Linked DNA regions of Mus musculus: all the other regions are linked to region 1. A link is a contact called in public Hi-C and promoter capture Hi-C data. All regions are on one chromosome and are shown on one strand. The core of a region is the stretch at or near the end of the contact, and the rest is flanking DNA. Distances in the headings are between cores, read along the strand shown.

What was found. Promoter capture Hi-C pulls out the DNA fragments that hold promoters and counts their contacts. Hi-C and Micro-C count contacts between places; a contact is called where the count stands out from the background.
Region 2: a contact with region 1 is called in a promoter capture Hi-C map of stem cell-derived epiblast-like cells, with 3 times the contacts expected there. The contact joins the promoter of 2810433D01Rik here to the promoter of Asb16 in region 1. A contact is called at or near these places in 2 of 39 promoter capture datasets (embryonic stem cells and stem cell-derived epiblast-like cells) and 1 of 115 datasets of contacts at active chromatin or transcription factors (pancreatic cancer cells).
Region 3: a contact with region 1 is called in a Hi-C map of cortical neurons, with 2.0 times the contacts expected there. The contact joins the enhancer-like site here to the promoter of Asb16 in region 1. A contact is called at or near these places in 2 of 39 promoter capture datasets (the C10 cell line and cranial neural crest), 3 of 484 Hi-C or Micro-C datasets (cerebellar granule neurons, cortical neurons and embryonic stem cells) and 1 of 115 datasets of contacts at active chromatin or transcription factors (bone marrow-derived macrophages).

Annotation. Positions count from the first base shown.
Region 1 is chr11:102,266,453-102,270,344 of GRCm38.p6, reverse strand. Asb16 (ankyrin repeat and SOCS box-containing 16) reads right to left here and starts at 1,594. Exons shown (of 5, transcript NM_148953.3): 1 at 1,222-1,594. The coding sequence starts at 1,522.
Region 2 is chr11:102,622,367-102,626,519 of GRCm38.p6, reverse strand. It overlaps 2810433D01Rik (RIKEN cDNA 2810433D01 gene), which reads left to right and starts at 2,104. Exons shown (of 4, transcript NR_033474.1): 1 at 2,104-2,242.
Region 3 is chr11:102,653,293-102,657,467 of GRCm38.p6, reverse strand. No RefSeq gene overlaps it. Among named protein-coding and RNA genes, the nearest start is that of Meioc, 10 kb to the left of the region's middle. Within about 2 kb of position 1,482, at least 54 of the 459 cell types and tissues checked have an H3K27ac peak or open chromatin away from gene starts, as enhancers often do. A contact at or near this core is called in bone marrow-derived macrophages and cortical neurons, where this site is marked.

The sequences.
Region 1 (3,892 bases), core at 345-2,844:
GTAGAAAGATCACAAGTTCAAGGCCAGCCTGGCCCAGAGAGCGAGAGAGCGAGAGCAAGAGAGAGAGAGAGAGAAAGAGTGTGTGTTCCTGTTTCAAAAACAAACCTGTCAATAATGAACTGAACAGGACCTGAAGGGACAAGCACATGACCCCAGTCACTCGGAAAGCTGAGGCAGAAGGCTCACAGGTACAAGATCTCCCTGGGCTATGGAATGAATTGAACGCCAGCCTGGGTAAATAACAAGACCCTGTCTCAAAATTTAAAAAGCTTGCCATCTGTGGCCGGAGCACAGTGGCGAAGACAATGGTTATTAGCATTCAAATTAGAGTTCAATCCTCTAGCCCCCAAATAAGATGGGGCTGGTGGGGTGGCTCAGCAGGAGGGGCTTGGCTTTTCTCCCTACAACACCACTCCCTAACCCCCAAAGTCAGTAATGGTAAGGAAAAATTGCATATGAGTTTCATAAAAACTGTCTACTATAGCAGGAAACTGTAAGAGAAACATGGATATATATGTATGTGTGTATATTTTCATATATATAACGCTATAGTAATATAGTGCATATAATTAACCAAAGCCAAAATTTACAATCTGTATATGTGTTATATGAGAATATAACTTTAAGGCTGGCGAGATAGCTCAGCCGGTTAAGAGCACTGACTACTTCTGAAGGTACTGAGTTCAAATCCCAGCAACCACATGGTGGCTCACAACCATTGGTAATGAGATCTGATGCCCTCTTCTGGTGCAACTGAAGTCAGCTACAGTGTACTTACATATAATAAATAAATAAATCTTTAAAAAGAGAGAGAGAGAGAGAGAATATAACTTTAGCTAGGTGGTGGTAAGATGCACCTTTGATCCCAGCAGATTAGGAAGCAGAGGCAGGCAGATCTCTGAGTTGGAAGCCAGCCTGGTCTACAAAGTGAGTTCCAGGACAGCCAGGGCTATAGTGAAAAAAAAAAAAAAAAACCAAAAAAATTTGGAGGGTGGGCATAGTGGCTCACACCCTTAATCCCAACATGAAGGAGGCAGAGGCGGGTGGATCTCTATGAGTTTGAGGAAAACCGTGGTTGGCCTCAACTGTTTAGGAAAGAGTTAATATGGGTGACTATGGGTCCGTTCTAGGCTCTTTACGGAGAAGTGGCGTATGGATTCTTCTTCCCTTCCCAACCCCCACTCCTGTCCCTCTTCTGTCCTCCTAGGTGGTGTTCCCTACCCTGTTCCGCTGACCAGGCCAGCTGGTTGCTCACAGTCTCCACAATCATATTGGCAGCGTCTTCATCTTGGAACAGGATTTGGAGCTGCTGTAGGTCCCCAGAGAACAGGGCATTGTGGACAGCTGGGTCTCGGCAGGAGCGGCGAGGCCTAAGGAGCTGGGCCTGGGGACAAGGGAGGTCCCTGTGCCTGCGGCACTGCTGGGCAGCAGCTCTCCTCCTGTCCTCCCAGTCCAGCCACTCTCTCTGCAGGCGGAGAGCACGCAGTGTGGAGGATGTGAAAGGAAAGCTCTCCCCTGCCATGAGGGGTCCAGTGGTCTGGGCAGTGCCACCTAGGCAGAGAATCGTTCCTTGTCCCAGCTAGCACCTTGCTCTGGGGAGCCACCCTGCCCCCTTCTTGGTAAGCTGGAGAAACAGCTGAGGCTATAAATAGGCCCCTCACTGCATTGGTAAACAGTTTGCCTAGAGTCATGATCTTAATGCAGATGGTATTGGGCCAGCCTCTGACCCTGCTGGTACCCTTTTGTTGGTCAACAGGGCCTCAGCCAAAGGTCACTCCTGGACCCCACTTCTCTGGAGTGAGCCTTCTAGTCAAAGCAGTCAACCATGAGATGGGTGGGCAGGACAGGGTAGAGGAAGGACCAGGGTCCTGCAGCCTCTGAAGTATTGGCTGGTAAAAAGGGTAGAAGCCCAGGATGGCCCATAGACCTCAGTCTGGGGAAGTGGAGAGAGCTTCCAAGAAGCCAAACCACTCTTCCTGAATTTGAAATAACAGCAACCACTGCACACACACACCATGCTTTCTAGAACTGAAATCACTCTCAGATCCATCTCTACTCAGATGACCAGTCAGTGTTGTAATACAAGACAGATTTGGTCAGGAAATGAGGCCAAGCTAAGAATTTCAGTTCAGCACCTGAGATGGATAGAGACTTACAGGACGTAAGGTTTTGTTGTTGGCAGTGCTGCTGTTTTTGTTTTTTGAGACAGGGTTCCTCTGTGTAGTCCTGGCTGTCCTGAAACTAGCTCTGTAGACCAGACTGGCCTTGAACTCAGCGATCCACTTCCCTTTGCCTCAGGAATGCTGGGATTAAAGGGATACACTACCACACCTGGGTGGAATTTAAGTCTTAAAAAGGTAAAACTGACTCAAAGTTACATAGCTTGTGGGGGTGTGCCAAGGCCTCCAGTGGGCCACACTTTAGATAAGTACCCTAGAGGGTAGTGCTATGTTGGGTAGACAGTTGAGCAAATCCTCTTCTTGTCCCCTCATGCCGAAACTGGGCACGGTCTCTACCTTCAGTGACTAGTTTTTTTTTTCCCTCCCTGGTTTCTAGGGGAATCACGTGCCTGACTGCGGATGTGTCCAGGGATTTGACCTTGGAAGTGGAGACTGAAGGGATGAGACTTTTGGGAAACTACGCCCCATTCGCTTTAGGAGGAAATGGCTGTACTTCCAGGAGCCTCTAGGGGGAGGAATGAGGCCGCGGAAACAACAACAGCTGGTCGATTAGCTGGCAGGGGAGGGTGGAGGGATGTCAGCGGGCTTCTGTCTTCAAGACTGCAGGCTCTGCAGTGTCTTGGCAATGCCATGTGGGTCCCTCCTTGCTCCCGGTGCTTGCTCCCACCCACTCTCCAGCAACCTTCTCCTCCTCTGTATCTCTCACTTCCCCCTGGCCGCAGGCTCCCACACAGAATGTCTCTCCTACAGTTTTGTCCTCAGCTTCAGTTCCTAGCCTCCAGCCTGGATGGGTCTAGCCTGTGTCTCCTTCCTCTGACCACACTCAGCCCTGTCACAATCACCTATCCAAGAAGGTCACTTTTCCTTAAAAATGTCTGCAGTTTGGCTCAGGCTCTTCCAGAGAAATCCCGAATCCCTGGTCTGGCCCCATGCCACACAGCATTCTCACCAGGTCCTTTACCCTTCCCTGCTGTCCCAGTGGCTTGGGGTCTCCTAACTCACCCATTCAAGGCACTCTGCTGTGTGGAGGTGTGCCTGCAGTAGCTACTCAACTAGAAGGCCATCGGATGGGTTTGGCAAAGTACCCATGCCAGAGACATCATTCTACCATGCTAAATGTGGGTTCTGGGGCAGGCCCTGGCATGGTCGGTCTTGACACAATGTTTAGGAGCCCTTGGCTCATGGCAGGCTGGCCTCTCTGAACATTGAATGAAGGTCCCTATTCTCTGCCAGAACAAACACTCACCCACCACCCAGAGTGGGTGGCAGTGACCTGGGCCTTTTCCGGCACGTCCCTCACCCTCTGTTCAGTCAGTCTGTGCTTGGCCCCAGCTTCTTGGTGGTGTTCCAGGGAGGGGGTCCCAGATGAAGAGTGAGATCATGCCTAGTGAGGGTTTGAAGATCCTCAGAGAAAGGCACCTCTATGGACGCAGCTATGATTAACCCCACTGGAAGCCATACCATGTTTTAATTGCCCCGCTGACTGCCTAGCGGAGCACCCACAGCTGAGTTCCCAGGGTTGGGAGTGTGGCAAAGCTGGGTGGGGTCGAGGAGGGCCAAAGTGGTGGGTGTCCCTTCGCTCCCCAGGCATCTAACAGTCAGAGCCTAACCTCTGCCCTGCTTTCTTGCCTCAGCAGCCTGAAAAGTACTCACTACAGCTTTGTCCCTCAGAGATACCACTGTGTAGGCTTGGACGGCAGGGAAAGGACGGG
Region 2 (4,153 bases), core at 855-3,354, 360 kb before region 1:
GTCTAAGAGTCTTCCACACTTGCATCCCAGATCACAAGGGCAATGGATTAATATAAGAACTGCTTGTTAAAGAAAGCTGGGAGCCAGGCATGGTGGCGCACGCCTTTAATCCCAGCACTTGGGAGGCAGAGGAAGGCCATTTCTGAGTTCGAGGCCAGCCTGGTCTACAAAGTGAGTTCCAGGACAGCCAGGGCTATACAGAGAAACCCTGTCTCGAAAAAACCAAAATAAATAAATAAATAAATAAAATAAAATAAAGAAAGCTGGGTTTCCGGGTGTGGCAATGCATGCCTTTAATCCCAGCACTTGGGAGGCAAGCAGATCTCAGTGAGTTCGAGGTCAGCATGGTCTACAGAGAGAGTTACAGGACAGCCATGGATGCGACACAGAGAACCCCTATCATGAAAATTCAAAGAAGAAGGAGGAGGAGGGAGAGGAGGAGGATGGAAGGGAAGAAGGAAGGAAGGAAGGAAGAGAGAGAGAGAGAAAGAGAGAAAGAAAGAAGGAAAGAAAGAAAGAAAGAAAGAAAGAAAGAAAGAAAGAAAGAAAGAAAGAAAGAAAGAAAACTGGGATTTAAAGTAGGCCTACATAATTCTGGAAGCCCAAGACCTGCCTTGGACATCATCTAATCTGTATAGGAGACAGAAGCTTTTCATTGGAAGAGAAATGCCATCTCTTCTAGACATACTTAATGTGAAGAGAAAGACATCATAGCCTCTGACCCAGCCAGCCCTCTACCCATTCCTGGCTTCCCAGTGGAGACAGAGAACATGCAGACACATGGGTGTGCATACACACACACACACACACAAACACACACACACACACTTGCATGAGTTTCTAACCTGCAAAGACTCATATACATGGAGTGCAATTGAACTGAACTAACAAACCACCTGCAGTTCTCCCTCACTGGAGATGTGACAGAGCTGACTGGGTGCCATAACTACAATGGGACCTCAGCTCTGCCCCATAAGACCTGCATTGCTGCCTTCCCAAGCATCGTCCCGAGACTGCTGATGTACGCACGCCTCCCCCTGCACACTCCCTAGCACCAGGCTCAAGCACATTTCCCATTGATACTTCATTTGTGTGTGCAACTGACCCAGCCCACACCCAACACGTACGAGCTGCCTAATGCCCAGCGTCCTCAGCGACCAGAGACTGGCGTGCAGTCATTTAAGCTTGACAGATGGCTCCATGCATGGATGCATAAACGGGCGACAAGCATGAACGAGAAGCTTAGCGTGGCTGGGGATAAAGCCAGGGGTGGAGGACTTATCTAGCATGCCCTGGCAATCCAGCCAAACAGCGAGATGCATAGGACAGACTATTCCAATTAGCATATGGGGAAGGGAGAATCAGAGACACGTGGTCTCACAGCTAACCAGTAGAGATGGAACCCTTGCCTGGATTTTTTTGACTTACAGCTTACCAATTTAGAATCAAACCCAGGCCCCTGTTATCCCAGCCTACACCCAAGAGTGCTATGTATGGCCAAGCAGATCATACACTGCACAATCCTCGAATGTACTCCTCCAGCTGGAGCCCCGGTAGATAGCAGTTCCTGGAGCTCTTGCGAGATGTCACCCTCTTGACTGTATGCAGACACCCTGCCTCCAGTCTCTTTCCTGAGCTGCTTTGTGAACACATTTCAAACAGTGGAGATATGAACCCCATACCCCCTTTCTCCACTACCCAGGATGCCAGCCAGAAAGAGCTCTTGAAAGGCAAGAGAGGGTGCTCCAGGAATATACAAAGTCCCTCTCAGGACCAGTAATGTCCCCTGCCTCTCCCAGTAAAAGCTCTTCTGTCAGACCTGGTCACGTCCCGTCCCCCCTACCCCCAGAGGCCTCTGACATTTGCCCACACCTGGCTCTATGATTATAGACATCAGTACTCTGAGATGGGAGGTGTAGATGTCCAGTCTCCTATCTGAGACACAACCACGCGGGGCCTGAGGGCTGGGGCCCACCTCTCCCAACAAAGCCCCCTCCCCCTTCACTCGTGTGCGGGGGCCCTGGCCCCACCCGGGGAACAAGGCTGGGATTAATAAGCGCCCAGCTCCCTCCCCTAATGGGCTCCAGCTGCACAAACATTCCCAGAATTCAGAGCCGGCTCTGTCTGGGGCGGCCCAGGCCTCAGCCCCAGCATTCCTGACCCCCTCCCCCCAAGCCTGGGACAGCTGCTCCGGAACTCAGCAACTGGCTGGGGATCGAATCCCAATTCAGCTTTTCCAGAGGTAGGGGGCACTGAGATGGCTGGGGCTGGGGCTGCTGGCTGGGGGTGGGAGCAAGGAGAAGGGAAGAGAGAAGGAACTTTAAGAGACTCCTCTGATCCTCACGGATCACGGCCCCTCCCCCCCGCACCTCTCCCCTCCTCCAGTGCTGAACGCTCTCTCAGCAGTAGGTATCAGGGGTCTGCACAGTGTTACCTAATTTGTCTCACCAGGCAGTGCCCTTGGCTGGCATGGCCCAGAAGGAGGTAGCAGCCTGTTCTGAGAGGAAAGATAAGCATCTGCCCTTATGTTTAATAAAGAGATCCGGCTGTGTCTTCTCAGACCCTGTGGCCAGGCAGGAACTTGTACAAACAGGTTCTTATCAAGAAGGTGAAAGAGGCCCAGGATGCAGTTGAGTAAAGTGCTTGCCTAACTGAGCAGAGGGCCTGAGTTTGACACTCCCTCCCTCACCCCAAAAAAGGGGGTGTGAAGATGCAGGGGGAGCAGTGAGGTGCATTTGGGGACCCAGGGACAGGAGTCCCAAGGGGACACAGGTATACTGTATTGATAATATAGACCTGTCTTCTTTCCACCTCTCGATCCAGGGCCAGAAGAAGTTGTGCGTGCGCCCTGTACCTGTCGCCCAAAGTTATGCTAGCTGTAGACAATGGTGAGGGTCCATCTAGGGAACTGGGGGACCACATAGGGACTAATGAAAGTATAGGTATGAGTGTGTGTGTGTGTGAGAGAGAGAGAGAGAGAGAGAGAGAGAGAGAGAGAGAGAGACTGCTCAGAAGTGTGTCTATGTTCCTGTTCCTCACACATTCCATAAATGAGTCAAGTACACACTCACCAGGGAAGGCTCCCTGTTGCCTACTGTCCTAGTTAGGGTTTTATTGCTATGAAGAGACACCATGACTACAGCAACTTTTTTTGTTTTGTTTTGTTTTGTTTTTTCGAGACAGGGTTTCTCTGTGTAGCCCTGGCTGTCCTGGAACTCACTTTGTAGACCAGGCTGGCCTTGAACTCAGAAATCTGCCTGCCTCTGCCTCCCAAGTGCTGGGATTAATGGCGTGTGCCACCACGCCCGGCTGACTACAGCAACTCTTCCAAAGGAAAACATTACATTGGGGCTAGCATACAGGTTCAGAGGTTTATTTAGTTCATTATTGTCATGGTGGAGCATGGCAATGGCAACAGGCAGACAGGGTGCTAGAGAAGGAGCTGAAAGCTCTACATCTGGGTGGGCAGGCAGCAGGAAGACAGAATGATAGTGAGCCTGGCTTGAGCTTCTGAACCTTCGAAGCTCACTCCCTATGACACACTTCCTCCAACAAGGCCACATCCCCCAATACTGTGCTTCCTGTGAATCTGTGGAGGCCATTTTCATTCAAACAACCACACCCATTATTACCCCAAGTCCTTGCCACTCTATGCTAAAGGGAAGCTAGGGAAGGAAGAGTGGGAAGAGAAGGATTGGGATGGGGAAGGGGAAGGGACACTGGCAGGAGGTTATGGGATGAAGAGGGTGCCCCTGCCCTGAAGGTCAGAAATGGACCTGACTTCAGCTCAGACAAGACACATCCTCTCCCTGACCTTGGTCTCAGTCTCATTATCTTGAATATGAGAAAGTTGCCAAGAGTCTCTCCTGAGTCCCTCCTTTGACTCCATTGTGACAAGAGTCGAGTTGGGGACATAAGATCCGTCATCTCAGATCTACAAGAAATAGGACTGTGAAGGAGCCTCCAACAAGAACAGTCTACAGGGACTATGTAGAGGGTCCCCAGAGGGACCTGGGAGGGAATTCAGAAAAAGGGGTGAGATCTCTGCCCAGACTGTCTAGAAAGTCTTGTATTCCACAATTCCGGCACAGAAAAAGGTTGGTTCCTTTACCTGGCTGAGCTGGCAGTAGTACTGGGTTATGGGAAGGGAGGG
Region 3 (4,175 bases), core at 233-2,732, 390 kb before region 1:
GAATGCAGTAAGTCATATTTTAATATGGCATAATTTAATATGATAATAGTCAGCTTCTATAGCAGGACTTCCTTGGACCTGCCAGTGGTATAAATAATGACGAAGAGTCTTTTAATATTGTTTAAAGCTTAGGCATTTTGCCACAGCATTCTCCCATCTAGCTCACCTAACTTAACCCAACCATCTTGCCACATGGCTAGATCCATACTTTTTTACTCCACCATGGTCCATGTCTGTTCCTTCGGTGTCCATTCTCTGAATCTCTCTGAATCTCCCGCTTCTTTCTTCCTGAGTCATTCTCCCTGCCAGGAAGCTCTGCCCTCCATTTCCTGCTCCAGTTATTGGCCGTCAGCTGTTTATGACAAGCCGTCAGTAGCGAGACAATCTCTCACACAATTTTAAATTGCCTCTAGGCATAGAGGGCTGTCTGAACTTCAAGTACCCGAGACCATGTGGAGGGACAAGTCTTTACAAATATAAGGCCAGCAATGGCCCATAGAAATCACAATACCAATATCCTGCCAGCATTTAGAATTAACAACTGAAAATGCAGAGACACACCTTCATACAATGTAAAAAAAAAAAAAAAGGTTAACCCAACATATATGGTAATAGTCATATTTTAATAAGGCATATCTGATTATGGTAATAGCCATGTTTTAATATGGAATGGCTTAATATGGTAATATTCAACTTCTCCATAAGATGGTGCTCAAAGGCTAACTGTAATGTTAAAGACTAATTGCAGTTTATTTGTATAGGGGGTGCAGATAGTTCTGCCCGTGCCACAGTAGACGTGTGGAACTCAAGGCAGTCGGTTCTTTCCTTCCACCCTGTGGGTTCTGTGATCCAACTTAAGCCATCAGGCTTGGGAGCAAGGAATCTCACCTGCTGAGCTGATTCTGCCCCTCCCCTCCCTGTAAGACGTCTTTATTTTCAAGACAGGGTTCCTGTGTGTAGCTCTGGGCTCTGTAGACCAGGCTGCACTCAGACTCAGAGATCTACCTGCCTCTGCCTCCTGAGTGCTGGGATTAAAGGCCTATATCAGCTCTCTCCAGCCCCCCCCCAACCCCCTATTGCACCTCCACATATCATTTAATTCTTACAGTGGTCTTTGGAGTGGTTTGTTGATGAGGTTCATAGAGATAAAGTCACTCGCCTAAAGTTCCTGCGTCTAAGTGATGAATCGAAACGTTTACTCCAGAGTTGCCTGACTACAGCACATTCCACAAACCTGTCCTGTCACCATTACTCTCCCCACCACCACCACTCCCGAGTTATCCCAGCATGGGTTTTTATTTCATCGTTATAAGCAAGTATGTTTATACAGAGTTCCTGCTGGCTTATATAAGTACATGCTCAGGGTATTAGTCACTGTCATGTTGCTAGGATAAAATAGCTGACAGAAGCCATGGAGTGGACCGAAGCGTTATTCTGGTTCTGTGTGGGAGAGCCTGTCCTGGCCATCCTGTTGGTAGAGGCATGGAGGAGTGGCTCACTTCACAGCAGAGGGAGTACTATTCCCATCACAACAGAGGAAGTAAGTGGCGCAGGCTATTCCCATCTCGGTGAAACAGGACACTGAGAGACCAACTTTAATAAACCAGGACTAGGCTATAGTCAAAAGCCGGGCCTGATTTACCTACTTCCGCTAGCTAGGCCTCACCTTCTAAAGGTTGCACAACCTCCTGTCATGAAGTATAGTCCTGTGCTGGGGTACCTGGCAGGACCATACCAAGCTGTGTCCCCGAGTAACTACACCACACAGCAGATCTGGTATAAGGGGGTTTACTGGGGGAAGAACCTGGGAAGGGGTAGGGGCAGACCAGTGGACATAGGCAGACAGGCTGGAGCAGAGGCAGGAGGGCAGAGAAGGGGGCAGTACAGAGGACAGGGAGGGAGGGAGAGTGAGGGAGGGAGAGAGGAAGAGAGAGAATGAGCACGAGAGAGCCCTGGAGTAGCCAGCAGTCCTTTTATACACATCTGGCACACCTGGCAGAGATGACAGGTGATGGAGGCAGGTGATGGCAGCAGGTGATTGTGACTTAAGTCATTACTAGGTCCCTGGGAAGAGCCTAGTGGAATCCTGAGTAAACTAGCACCTCCCAAAAATAATGCTGCCAGCTTGGGGGGTGGGGGGTGGGGGTGGAGGGAAGACCTTCCAAACATGAGCCATTGTGGGATAGTTCAGATTCAAAGCATAACAGGCAAGGGCAGATGTGGTAGCACATGCCTTTAATCCTATCACTTGGGATGCAGAGGTAGGCAGACCTCTGCGAGTTCAAAGCCAGCCTGGTCTACATAGTGAGACCCTTTTTGTTCTTGTTGTTTATGTAAATTTAAACCCCAACAGACAGGAAGCACCAAACAATAATTGCTTCTTCTCTTACACGTGACCTGACTGCACACCCCAGCCAAGTTTTCAAAGTTCAGATTCACTCGTTGTTTTATTATATTCTTAATGCTGGCTGGCCCAGGTGTTATAACTGCCCCCTTGCTGGAGCTGGCACTGGAATAAGGAAATAAAGCCAGGCTCAGCATCCACTGTAAGGTTGAGCGACATCATTTCCTGAGCAGGAGAGCCCCAGGAGTACCTGAGGTCTCTCACACCCAGTTACCCACACGTGGCCTCTCTCTATTTCCTGTCATTTGAATATGTGTGAAACTCAGTGATGTCTGCCCTTTTTTTTTTTAATTTTGAGAAATTAAATTTAAATGAATCAAAAACACATGGATTGGCTTTTCCTCAGAAGGACACTCACATTTTAAAGTGGAAAGGAAAATACATGGGACAAAGACCAGATGGATGTTTAAATATGGAAGCAGAGTTGGAATATCTGGGGAAAGTTGAAGCACTCAGGCGTGCCCAGCCCAGACTCCTCTCTCTCGCAGCTGCAGAGAGACAGGCCACCTCTGGGATGAGCAGGCCTTGCTCTGTGGATGACTGGTATCAGAAGGTATGAATTCATGATACACCAATGCCTCCTAGAGGTTATCGTGATCTCTGGGACTGAACAAGCCACTTGGTCCTTAAATTTTTAGTTATCTGTTAAAAAAGAGGGAGGCCAGGGGCTGGAGAGACAGCTCAGCAGTGAAAAGCACTCAGTGCTCTTCCAGGGAACCTGTGTTCAGTTCCAAACACCCACATCTGGCCGCTTACCGATTCCTCTAACTCCAGCTCAGGGGGAATCCATGACCTCTGGCATCTGCAGGCACCTGTGCTCATGTGCAAGTATCCATATGTACACATCACACCTAAACATATTAGTAAAAATAAATCCTGGGACTGGCGAGATGGTGCAGCAGTTCTGAGGGCGAGGAGCTCTTCCAGAAGACCCGCACTCAGCTCCCAGCACCCGTGTAGACACGCACCTCTCTAACTCCAGTCCCAGGGGATCTGAAGCCCTCATCTGATCCACTCCAGGCACCAGGCACGCATGTGGTGCGCAGACACATATGCAGGCAAAGCACCCGTACACATAAAATAAATACATAAAATGAAAATAGATCTTTAAAAAAAAAAGCTGGAATGAAGTTAGGGCATCTAGTTGTAATTAGACTTCTTCTTCTTTTTAAACACACAGCTAAGGGTGAAAATAAAGCTGAAACCCAGATGTTAATCTATATTCTGTGGGGGCGGGAGAGGGAGGGGAAGACCCACCAGAGGGTCCTCAGCTCACAAACAGCGATCTTGGCTTTTGCTTTGGTCTGCAACCCGGCACACAGGAACTCGGTACATCCTTGGGGTGGTCTTCCTACTGCACCATACTGCCTTCTTTGGGAAACGTTTCCCCAGGGAGGATGGTATCTGAAAGCTCCCCCATCCTTGATGTTCTCCCGAGTCCTGAACCCCTCCTTCTGACTCTGTTTCCCATTAGCAGCTTATGTCCACCCTGACCCAGGATGCCCTGGGGCTCTCATGGATTCTGTCACTCTTTGTATTGTCTCCCGCTAAAGTTCTTCTTCCTCATACCCCCACTTCTGTGTCCTCTGTCTATCCCTGCTTCAATTCATGCTGTGGCAATTATAAACTGTATTTCTAGGGGCCGGCGAGATGGCTCAGCAGGTAAAAGGTGATTGCTGCCAAACCTGAGTTTGATCCTTGGAACCCACAGAGTAGAAGGAGAGAGTCAAACCCACAAAGTGGTTCTCTTTCCTTCACATGTATGTTGTGG